Linked DNA regions of Mus musculus: region 1 is linked to region 2. The links are chromatin contacts, called in public ChIA-PET maps. All regions are on one chromosome and are shown on one strand. Each heading gives the region's core, a stretch centred on a gene start, on an enhancer-like site or on the middle of the called end of the contact. The rest is flanking DNA. Distances are from core to core; before and after follow the strand shown. Region 1 has its middle 6.9 kb from the start of Gm35992. Region 2 overlaps Hdac4 (histone deacetylase 4).

Region 1 (5,788 bases), core at 2,468-4,967, 300 kb before region 2:
GACAAACACCAACAGTCACTGGTAACTCCCAACCTTCCGTGTCTCTCTGCTGTTCTGTCTGCGGTTTTCATGGTTTCTTCATATAATTGCATACCATTCTTCCTATAAAGAAAATATAGTGGTAATTCCATTCCCAACCTGACCAAATCAACTTTTCAAAAAACAAATCGATAACTACTTAGGAAAGACTTGGCAACTTGCTACTGGTACTGCCGATACAATGTCAGAGCTGCCATCATGTCCAGGAAGAGCCCTGCCACATCTCTTTCAGACGTGAGATGGATGTGTCCAGTGCTTCACGTATTTGCATTTGCGGGAGTGGGAGTGGGTGGGCTTTCTTAGGTTGAGGTTCTCTGACCCTGCTTCCCTCGGCTGTGCTAAAGAGACTTCTCATGGGTGACACTGGGCGATTTCTCACAGGGACTCTTCTTGTTAGGTGGGACCAAGTCTGTTGGAGATGTGTGTGTGTGTGTGTGTGTGTGTGTGTGTAGGCATGCATGTGGGCGTGACCACACACTTGAGCTTATGCAATTTTGTGGGTGTGCCCACACACATGGACTCACAAGATTGTGTGGGTGTGCACACACATATGTGTTCTTGCAATGTGTGGGCTTGCTTCTTCTAGTGCTCTCCACTCTATGCTTTGAACCAGGGTCTCTCACCTAACTTGGAACCAGGTTTGGCAAAGCTATGTAGCAGCTGAGCTTGAAGGGAACACTGGTCTCTGTGCTCCCTCCCTCACCCCACAGGGCTAGGATTCCAGACGCACACCACTATGCCTGGCTTTTACACATGTGCTGGGGGTCTGAGTTCAGGTCCCCATGCTGGCAAAGCAACCACTTCACACACCTAACCAGGTCCCCATTCCTGAGGTCCCAAACCTCAAGTGTTCTTTTCTACAAATTCGCCTCTAAATCTGTGGTGGTTAATCTCCATTGCTAACTTGAAATGATTTTGAATCCATGGGAACATACCTGTGGGTGCGTCCCTGAGAAGTTAACCAGCAAGGAAGCCCCCCTCTAGATGTGGGTGGCACCGTCTCTTGGGTCCTACACTCAATCAAAAGGAGAAACCAGGCTTAGCATTGGCGTCTCTCTGCTCTGTGACTACAGCTGTGACGTGACCGGCTGCCTCAAGCTCTTGCCACTGTCCCTTCCCTGTTATAAGATTGTACCCTCAAACTATAAACTGAAATAATCTTCTCTTTCAGCTTCCCTTGTCACTGGTACCAGCTGTGAGTGACCTCTGGCAGTGATGCCAGCCCCTTGGGTATATGCTGACATGTACTGGAAAAGACAGCATAGCTCCCTAAAAACCATAGACCTTAGAATCCTTACCTGGCAGTTTGAAACCAAAGAGATGGGGTGAGGAGGTGTGGTGGGAGTGAAGGGTGGGCAGTTTTGTTCTTTGATACAGGCTCAGACCTCTTCTCACAGCAAGCATGCCCACTGCGTCCCTCAGTGGTGCACAGCTGGGGGTCCAGGCAGTGGCACTTCCAAGGCACAGGTCTTGAGGAAGCATACGACCAGCACAGGGGCAGCTTGGCAGTTGCTGAGAGCTAGCAGTGTGAAGGTCTGGATTAGCAATCCTGCTCCCAGGTGTTTTATGTGTGTGTTTGTTTGTTTGTCTGTTTGTTTGTTTTTCTAGAGACACAGAGTGTACGCTCACCAAGTACCTGGGGTGTCTTCAGTCAGGGTTTCTATTCCTGCACAAACATCATGACTAAGAAGCAAGTTGGGGAGGAAAGGGTTTATTCAGCTTATACTTCCACATTGCTGTTCATCAATAAAAGAAGTCAGGACTAGAACTCAAGCAGGTCAGGAAGCAGGAGCTGATGCAGAGGTCATGGAGGAATGTTACTTACTGGCTTGCTTCTCCTGGCTTGCTCTGCTTGCTTTCCCAGGACTACCAGCCCAGGGATGGCACCACCCACAATGGGCCCTCCCCACTTGATCACTAATTGAGACAATGCCTTGCAGCTGGATCTCATGGAGGCATTTCCTCAAGGGAGGCTCCTTTCTCTGTGAGAACTCCAGCTGTGTCAAGTTGACACACAAAACCAGCCAGTACCTGGGGTGAGCATAGTAGCAACTCCAGTTGTGACCATAGTACACTGGGAACGTCCAGGGCCTTTGTAGCCGAAAGGCTGAACTCACTACAACACACTATGTCTCGTCCACAGAGGAGACCCAACAGAAGCAGGCCTGTGGCAGGAATCCTCACTCCCACCCTGGGCTGGTGCTGGGAACATAAAGGAGTGTCTTTTCGCCTAGAAAGATGGGGCACTGAGAGCAAAGAAAGGAGTCCATCTGAGTCCAGTTTGTCACACCAGTGAGTTTAATGGTATTCCTTACAGGAACATGGCTGACTTTTGGAGACCCATATCACTGAAAATCTCAGCCCAGCATAGGTGACAAATCATGAAAGCTATGTCACCAGAACACCCTGGGCAGCTTTATTGGCGGTTACATTCCTGAAGCGATTCCCTCACCCTGGCTTCATATTGTTTGCCTCTTACCTAACTTCTTGGGGGAGAGGGACATCCTGGAAATCTCCTGAAGGCTCAGGAGCTGCCCCCTGTCTGACAAGCTTAATAGCATCTCCTGAGGGTTTCCGGTGAGTGACCACAGAGGCTCTTACTCAAGACAGCCACTGTCATGTGTGCCTCCAGGGTGCTGTCCTGCTGGGTTCCGGTGCTGTATCACTGGGGATAGCAGCTGTGGATGGAGGGCTGAGCAGTGCCTCCAGGGCTTGGGAGGAAGTGAATAATGACATGGGGTCGGTCATGGGCGTCAGAGACCACAAGACATCCAGGGCCGTGACTGGGTGACCATACACTCTTGTGTCTTAATAGTTATAGACCAGCACAGAGAAAATGAATATGACCACAGGGTTACAGCAAGTGGGAATCTCTCATCTCACTCTCTCCTTCAGGGGAGCATGGACTTCTCAGTGACTCACTTAGAAGCATCCACTGGTGGGAGGGGGGATGGGCATGAGCCTATGGTCAATGGGCAGGGACAAGCCCAAGGGACCACAAGGAGTAGGCCTGCAGAGTCCCAGGACCTGGGAGGAGAAAGGGGTCCTGATGTCTGATAAGTGCAAAGACTTCCTGAAGCTCTCTGGTAAGGAGTGATTTCCCCCCCCCCCTTCCCAAGTATCCAACTTCCTAGTTTCCTAGGTGATGTGTAGTGGTCAGGCCAGGGTACTGAGGCCAGGGGGCTGGGCTCTGAGAGGTGAAAACTTGCTGTAGACAGAGCCCTGTGAAATACTGGCAAAACTCTGATCATCTGAAGGCAAGGTGGAATGACCAGGGTCCCCAGGGTGTAGTCCTCCTTGCTCTGGACTCCTGGTTGCCTTCCCACTAGATTCTCGCCCTGCTCCCCAGGAGGGCATGCCAGAAGCATCTGGCATGGGATGGTCAGGTGACTCCTAATGAAGGAGAACCTGCACTTACTGGACAGAAACCCCTCAGCCTGAATGTAGGCACAATCGGAGGAAACCAGAGAGAGATTGCTTCCACTTCAGACCGTGGAGACCGCATCGGTTCCAGAATGATGGTTGCAGCGTGGGTGGGCTGGGCTGGGGCACCAAGCTCCCCTGCAGAGGATCGATGGATGGAGAGGCAATTTTGAGCAGTTCTCTTTATGGCAGCTACCCCACTGTGTGAGGCGTTTCTAATTTTAGAACACAGGTTGTCATGGCAACAGGATGTGTTTTCCGTTAAATATAGCAGCTGTTTCGGTTTTATTTGCCCTATGGACAGGAGTGTGGTTTTGCCTGGAGAGTTCTTAGGATATTCTGGGAGAGTGGGGGATGAAACAATTGGGTTGCAACGAAGACCCAAGGAAATGGGCCCAGTTCCCCATGACTCCAGAGCTGGAAGCTGAGCCCGTGGACTGGGCAGGCCAGGTGGGCAATGCCAAGCACCACAAGCTCAGGTGCTAGACAGCTTTTGAAAAGCATCGTGCTGCTTCAGGACATCCCTGCTCCAGCCATGGCTCAGAGCCCAGGCATCAGGAGCTACAGGTGTGGCATAGTCCAGGGCCCTTGGCTCTAGGGTACATCGCTGAGTTCTGTGATTATTGGCTTGACTTTGGCTTTGTAGCAAAGTGTCAGGTCCCATCTCCTGGCTCCTGGCCACACCCCATACCCAGTGGCTCAAGCTATGCTGGACCACTTCATATGCCTCCCGGCATCTTCATGGTAGGGAAAGGGCAGTGTCATTAACTGCTGCATAGGACAGACTTACCCTGGCTGCGTTTCTCTGGAAAAGACACCCTGGTCACACTCATGCCATGCTGGTAGAAGCCTTTGGCTTAACAACAGGATGGGCCTGGCCTGGCTCACACATAGGTCCCTATGGAATCTCCAGAAAGCAGGGGACTCTCTGGCTCCTACCATTCTTTCCTTTGGCCCGTGGTAACTATGAGCACACGGCCAGTCCCAGGACATAACATCACCCTGTGTGATCAGTCAACCTAGGCCAAACTGTTCAGTGCGGTGCTGTCCAATAAGCTGTTATGTTAGTGTATCCCCATAAACTTGCTGCTCGCTTGGGCATGAATGGCCCTGCAGACCTTGTTTCTTTGACAGCACCCTCTCCCTACTGCTCCTGAAAACAGTGTGTCTGTTTGTCATTGCAGATGCTAATCCTATGGGGGTAGGGTTCCTGTTCTATGTAGGGTGGTGCCAGTACCCTGTGGGGAGCACCAGGATCCTGTGGGGAGCACCAGCACCCTGTGGGGAGCACCAGATTCCTATGGGGCCCCTTTGCAAATTGCTTTTACTCTTTTTGTCCATTGTCTGTCCGTCTTTCTCTGTCTCTCTCCCTCTCTTTCTTTTTCTTTCTTTCTTTCTTTCTTTCTTTCTTTCTTTCTTTCTTTCTTTTCTCTCTTTCAAGAGGCAGCCACAAATCAGCTTTCCAAAGGGGAAAATCCAGTAAAAATTGGACAAAGCTATTACTGGAAGTCATACTGAAAAAAAATACTGAGAGATGGTATATATTAACCTAAGTTAGAAAGCACAGGTCCATCGAGCTATGCTAGAGCCATGGCTGGACCTGGTAAATGTGCTCCCCATTGACCTGGCACACGTGGATGAACTGTGGCCCCAAGAAAGCTGTCCACACCCCGAGCTCTAGAACCTGTGAGGCTGACCTATACAATGTGCTTAAGATGAAGGGGTCCCTGGGGTTCCTTGGGGAGGGGGCACGGCGCTGTTCAGTAACACAGTGACATTTAAGAAAGGGAAGAGGAAGCGGTGCCTAGGCTGAATCATGCCCCCTAAAATACACTGAAATCCCATCTTTGGGAATGGGGTGGTTTCAGGAAATGAAGTGAGAATGAGGTCATCAGGTGGGCCCTGATCCAGTAGGAAAGACTTTTAAAGCAGAGGAAGTTAAATGCAGAGACAGCCATGTGATAGTGTGTGAAAAACGAAGGCAGAAGCTATAGAGGTGCCATAGCAGGGAGGGGGTGTGCGGGGGGAGGGGGGGCTGGGGGAAATTCCAAACACTGACAGTGACCAACATCTGAGGAGATCAGGCTAGGTCTTTCTAATGGCATCAGATGGACCCACACCTTGATTGGGAACCTTCGGTCTCTGCAACAGGGAGGACATTTATAATGGTGCTATTATGGTAGCCCCAGAAAACTCACATAGAGATTTATAGAAGAGGCTGAGAGGAAGGGGAGATGAAGGTGTATATGAATGCCACATGACCATAGAGACAAACAGAGCTAGGAATGATACAGCCATAAGTTAAGGAAGCCTAGAGCCATGAGAC
Region 2 (5,378 bases), core at 2,627-5,126:
GAGAGAGAGAGAGAGAGAGAGAGAGAGAGAGAGAGAGAGAGGGAGGGAGGGAGGGAGGGAGAGAGAGAGAGAGAGGGAGAGAGAGGGAGAGAGAGGGAGAGAGAGGGAGAGTGAGTCAGTCAGTCTGAGAGAGAGAGAGACCTATATGTATATGAATGCCAGTAGAGGATGGTGGGTGTCTTATACTATCACTCTCTGCCCCTTTTACCTTGAGACATGGTCTGTCTTTAAATCTGAAGCTAAGCTGGTGGCCATAAGCTTCAGAGATTCTCCCCTATAGCATTAGTGTTATAGGCACATGCTCCCATATCTAATTCTCTTCCCCACACAACCTTAGTGGTTGAGATTTGAACTTGGGTCCTTATGCTTGTTCAGGAAGTACTCTTAACCCACTAAGCCATCTTACCAGTCCCCTTATTTGCTTTTGGGAGTACCCTTATCAATTCTAGGTTGTGAGATTCTGATCCAACATTTCTATGAGACACTCTATTGTCTGTATTTAATCTTACCAATAAATGAATGCTTTTTCTGTGCTTCCCTGTTGAGATGATGTACAATTTATTATTTGTTAACGTGGCAAATCATACTGACTGGCAATTTCTTAAAAGTACACCAAACTATTATTTATTGACCTCCCTCAATTTAGGGGTTACAGTCATTACAAGTGGAGCTAGAACCATGGCCTTGGCGTTGGGATTTTTTTGATTGAAAGAGTTCTATCCTTTTCTCATTCACTCTAGTCCCTTGATTTCAACTCATGAAATGTATATGTAAGAGAGGGTCAGAGTGCTGAAGGTTCTGCAGAATTACCTGGGAGCCCTGTTGTGATCCTTAGTAGAAATCTGCCCCAAATGCCAGGCTTACCCCCAGGTCTCTGTCTGCTGCTGGAATCCCTTACTATTTGGCTAACTTACCAGTACCTTTACAAATACTTTTGATGTCTGTCTAGCTTCTGATTGTTCTCTGTGATAAGTCACCTTTACCCTGTTCTTGTGGGGTTTTGTTTTGTTTTAAGTTTATTCACCAATTTGTGGTATTTTTGTCAAGACCAGAAATCCTGTCTGCACTTACTAAAGGAGTTGGTAGCCTGTGAGACAGTTCCTGGGAGTCAAAGTAAGTCTGACCTAATTGTTATTGACTGTCAGAATGGTTGGCCTGTGAGTCACATGAACAATTACTTGGATGGATATTTGGAAGATATTTTAATTTATGTATATATTTGTGCTATGTGTGGGTATGGGCACATGAGTACAGGTGCCCATGGATACCAGAAGAAGGCATTGGGTCCTTTGGAACTGTTACTACAGGCAGTTGTGAGCCATTTGATGTGCTGGGAACTGAAAGCCGGTCTTCTGCAAAAAACATTACAAAGTTTGAGCCATCTTTCCAGTCCTGTGACTGGGTATTTTTGGGTTTTAGCAGCAAGTATATCTGAGTATAGGTACTTACTTTGAAGCATATCTGATAGTACACAGGTGGCCTCACCCTTGGGGACACTTGGACTAATACATCTGATTGTGCTCTTTAGGATCTTTAGGACGTCTTGATATTTTGAGGACCAGCTTTGTCAGGTGTTCTTGGTTGAGTAGAGACTTGGAGCTTGAATTCATTTGAAGCCATTTTTCTTTTCTTGTGATCAGTTTCCTTATATATAATTGCTTGATTTGTCCACCCATGAACCCACCTATTCCCCAACCTGTCAATTTTGCTTTTGAAAGTTACTGTCCCAGCATCATGGGTACAAAGGTCACCCCTGTCCCCCAACACACACACACACACACACACACACACACACACACACACACACACAATAGAAGCTCTGTCTCCATAGACAGGTAGAAAAAAATGAGTAGAGTAACTTTGGGTTGACTAGATAGCTGTTCCAGATAATGCCTCTTTGCTAGAGGTAGAGAATGCGGCTCGGCTGATATCAGACAGCATGGTGCTGAGCTAGTCTCTGGTCACATTCAGCTTTCCCTTTTAATTTGTGTTGTTATAAATGGATTTTCCTGCAAATGAATCTATGAAAAGAAATCTTAATTTCCTCCCAAACTTTTTTTCATTGATTTTATTTTTTTAACATATAAGAAATAAATGTAATAAACCAAATACATGGACAAAAATACAAGAATCATATGATCATCTCAATGGAAGAAAAAAAAAGAAAAAGTCTTTGATAAGATTCAACATGCATTCTTAATAAAAGCCCTAGAACAAGTAAGACTGTAGGAAACATATTCCAACATAATAAAGGTTATGTATGACAGACTCATGATCAATATCATCCTAAGTGAATAAGACTATTAATAAGCCTCATTAAAATCAGGAATGGGAGAGGACTGCCCACTATCTCTACTGCTCATCCATAATGTGATTGAAGCATTAGCTAGAACAGTAAGACAAGAGAAGGGATAAAATTGAGAAAATATTAAGTCAAATTATTTTCAGTTGAAGATTGTACTATACTATACCCAATGTTCCCAAAATTTGACTAGAAAAATTGTAGAAATTATCAATAATTTCAGCAAAGTGTTATGATACATAATTCACTTACAAAATTTACCAGTCTTAATACATATGAGTAACAAATGGACCCTTCCCCATACCCCCCCACTCCCCCCCCACCGAGAACTAAACCTCTACAAAAGAGATTGGGATCATTCTTGGTTGTGTTTCTTTTCCTTTGTGAGAGAGAAAGGCCTTGGGATTTGTCTGCCCTCTGTTCTTTTGAAGAGCTGCTTGCTCTGTTCTACTCTCTGAAAATCTGCTCTCCACTCTTAACAAGCAGCTGGAACTCAGTGGAGTGCCTCAGCAGGAACTACAAAGCAATGGCTGTGGCTGTGCAAAACAGATGCTGTTTGCATTAAAAGACAAACATAATATTTGCATTAATACAACATTATTTGCATAGACTGGTTTATCCTTACCCAAGAGCTGGTTACTTTTAACTAAGCAATCTTTTGCTGATTATTTTTCACAGAGTTGCTTTTGCATAAGTGTGGCTGATTTCAAAGAAGGGTTCTTGGACATGCAAATGTGTTGTCCATGATGTGTGTAGAGAATAGCCCATGCCCAGCAGTGATCTTCATCACTTAGGCTTTTGCTTGCTTTTGTTCTCAGGCATGGCTAATGAGCATTGCCTTCTTCAGAGAAGCACTAAACTGCAGAGCTTTGCGGTCCCTTGCCTACTCCCCATGGAAAGCAGCAACCTTGGTGGGCAGTTGGTGTTTCTGCCTTCTGTTTTCAAGGACAGCTACACTTCATGTGATTTATTCAAGAATAAAGAAATTGGCACCAAGGAAAATTGATGGGCTCTTAGAAGTAAAACACAGCCTGCTTCAGCCTTAAAAATGCACTGGTTCGGGTTTTCTAGTATCAGAGTAGAAAGGGAAATTTTGTACTCGGGGATTTGTATTTATATAAGAAGCTAACAAGGTGTTTCAAACAGTGATTTTTTAAAACATGCGCGTGCGCGCGCGCACACACACACACACACACACACACACACACACACACAACCCTACACTACACTACACCACACCACACACAAGGGAAACAAGTCTTCAGAAATATACTTGTGGTAAAAGTGGTCTTGGTGATTGTGTGAACTTTATGTTATTTCCTGCACAGCTGTGTTTACTACATGTTCACTAGTGTTTTATCTTAGCATTGATCATTGCACTCCACCATGGAGATGGCTTCTTCATTGTGAAATAATCCTTTAGTTGTTATTCTGACCCATAGTTTCTGAATGTTAAACATTTTTAGTTTTAATTATTTTATTCATATAAATTTTCTGACTGTGTGTATACATGTGTGCTCCATGTGCCTGCTCCTTTGGAGGCCAGAAGATGGCATCAGATACCCTGAAACTGTAGGTACAGGTTGTTTTGAGCCACCATATGAAGGCTAGGAACTGAACCTGCGTCCTCTGCAATAGCAACAAGTGTTCCTAAGTTCTGAGCCATCTCTCAAGCCCCAGTAAACATTTTTTGTTAGTCTGAAAGTGTCTTCCACCTCTCTCTCTCCCTCTCTCTCTCTCTCTCTCTCTCTCTCTTTCTCTCTCTCTCCCCCCCCTCTCTCATATTAAAGTTTAGCTAGGTACAAAAATGGAGTTAGCTACACCCTTCAGCAGCAGTTTTATCTTTTACTCTTTCCCCTCTACTGCTATTAGAAAGTAGTTTTCTGCCCAGCTATCCTCTCCTCCTAACTCCAAAGATTCCTTTTATATCTTGTCTTCAGAGAGAGGAAGGATTACATCCTTGATCTTAACCAAAAGACCAAGCATCAACCCGTGTTTTCTTTCTTCATGGGTACGTGTCTTACTGTCTCAGTGCTGTATAAATATCTTTCTATGTTGATATTTAGATATTTTACTGAAAAGTGTCTACATGCACATTTGTTCTTGTTTATACTACTTAGGACTTCAGAACTCTAGTAATGTTTCTGAATTCTAGAGTATTGTCATTATTAAGTTTTGCATTGTGTGTTTCTTTCGGGTTTTGGTTCAGTAGTTCACACTAGGTCTGTACTGGCTATTCTTGCTCATTTGCTCATTGCTCATTACTTTCTCTTGTTTGTTTTTATGCTACATTCCAGTGGTCTAGGTCTGTAGTCTTATTCTTATTTTTTTTCTCTCTATATCTAATCTAGCAATTCTAGAAAACTGCATTCATTCGTCTTAAAAATTTGCATTAAAAACTGCTTTACAGGAGCACCTTTTTTCTAAGTTTCTTTTTTTCATTGTAGTTATTATTCTTTACCTCTTATTATTAGATTTGTATACTTTATTTTACATGAATATTTTGTCTGCACGTATGTGTGTATACCATGCGCATGTATGGTATCCATAGAGATCAGAAAAGGGCATGAGATTGCCTGGGACTGGAGTACAGATGGTTGTGTATCAACATAGGTGCCAGAAACTGAACTGAGACCGATCTGAGAGCAAAAAGTGTTAATTGCTGAGCAATCTCATTAGCCCCTTTAACGTTTATTATTAAGTATATAAGCATATTTTTCTTTTATTGAAAATAGATCAATTTCTCACATAATACATCCTGATTATGGTTTTCCCTTCTATGCCTTCCAGTTCCTCACTACATCCCTCCTATTCAGATCCACTCCTTTCTATATCTCATTTTAAAAGAACAGATTAGTAAGGAATAATAATAAAAGATTAAAAATATAACAAAATATATAAGTAAAATATAATAAGATAAAACAAAAACTATCACATCAAGTTGGATGAGACAAATCTACAGAAGGAAAAGAGCCCAAGAGAAGACACAAGATTCAGAGACCCACTCTTTTGCACTCAGAAATCCCATAAAAACACTAAATTGGAATACATAATATACACATACAGTGGACCTGGT

What was found. ChIA-PET counts read pairs in DNA pulled down with a chosen protein or histone mark.
Region 1: a contact with region 2 is called in an RNA polymerase II ChIA-PET map of memory CD8 T cells, with 6 read pairs. The contact joins two enhancer-like sites. A contact is called at or near these places in 1 of 484 Hi-C or Micro-C datasets (embryonic stem cells), 4 of 115 datasets of contacts at active chromatin or transcription factors (T-cell acute lymphoblastic leukemia, embryonic basal ganglia, embryonic fibroblasts and 1 more) and 1 of 9 other capture datasets (embryonic stem cells).

What each region holds. Positions count from the first base shown.
Region 1 is chr1:92,369,725-92,375,512 of GRCm38.p6, reverse strand. No RefSeq gene overlaps it. Among named protein-coding and RNA genes, the nearest start is that of Gm35992, 6.9 kb to the left of the region's middle. Within about 2 kb of position 3,717, at least 122 of the 459 cell types and tissues checked have an H3K27ac peak or open chromatin away from gene starts, as enhancers often do. A contact at or near this core is called in embryonic basal ganglia and memory CD8 T cells, where this site is marked.
Region 2 is chr1:92,067,884-92,073,261 of GRCm38.p6, reverse strand. All of the region lies in intron 2 of Hdac4 (histone deacetylase 4), which reads left to right. Among named protein-coding and RNA genes, the nearest start is that of Hdac4, 110 kb to the left of the region's middle. Within about 2 kb of position 3,876, at least 33 of the 459 cell types and tissues checked have an H3K27ac peak or open chromatin away from gene starts, as enhancers often do. A contact at or near this core is called in embryonic basal ganglia and memory CD8 T cells, where this site is marked.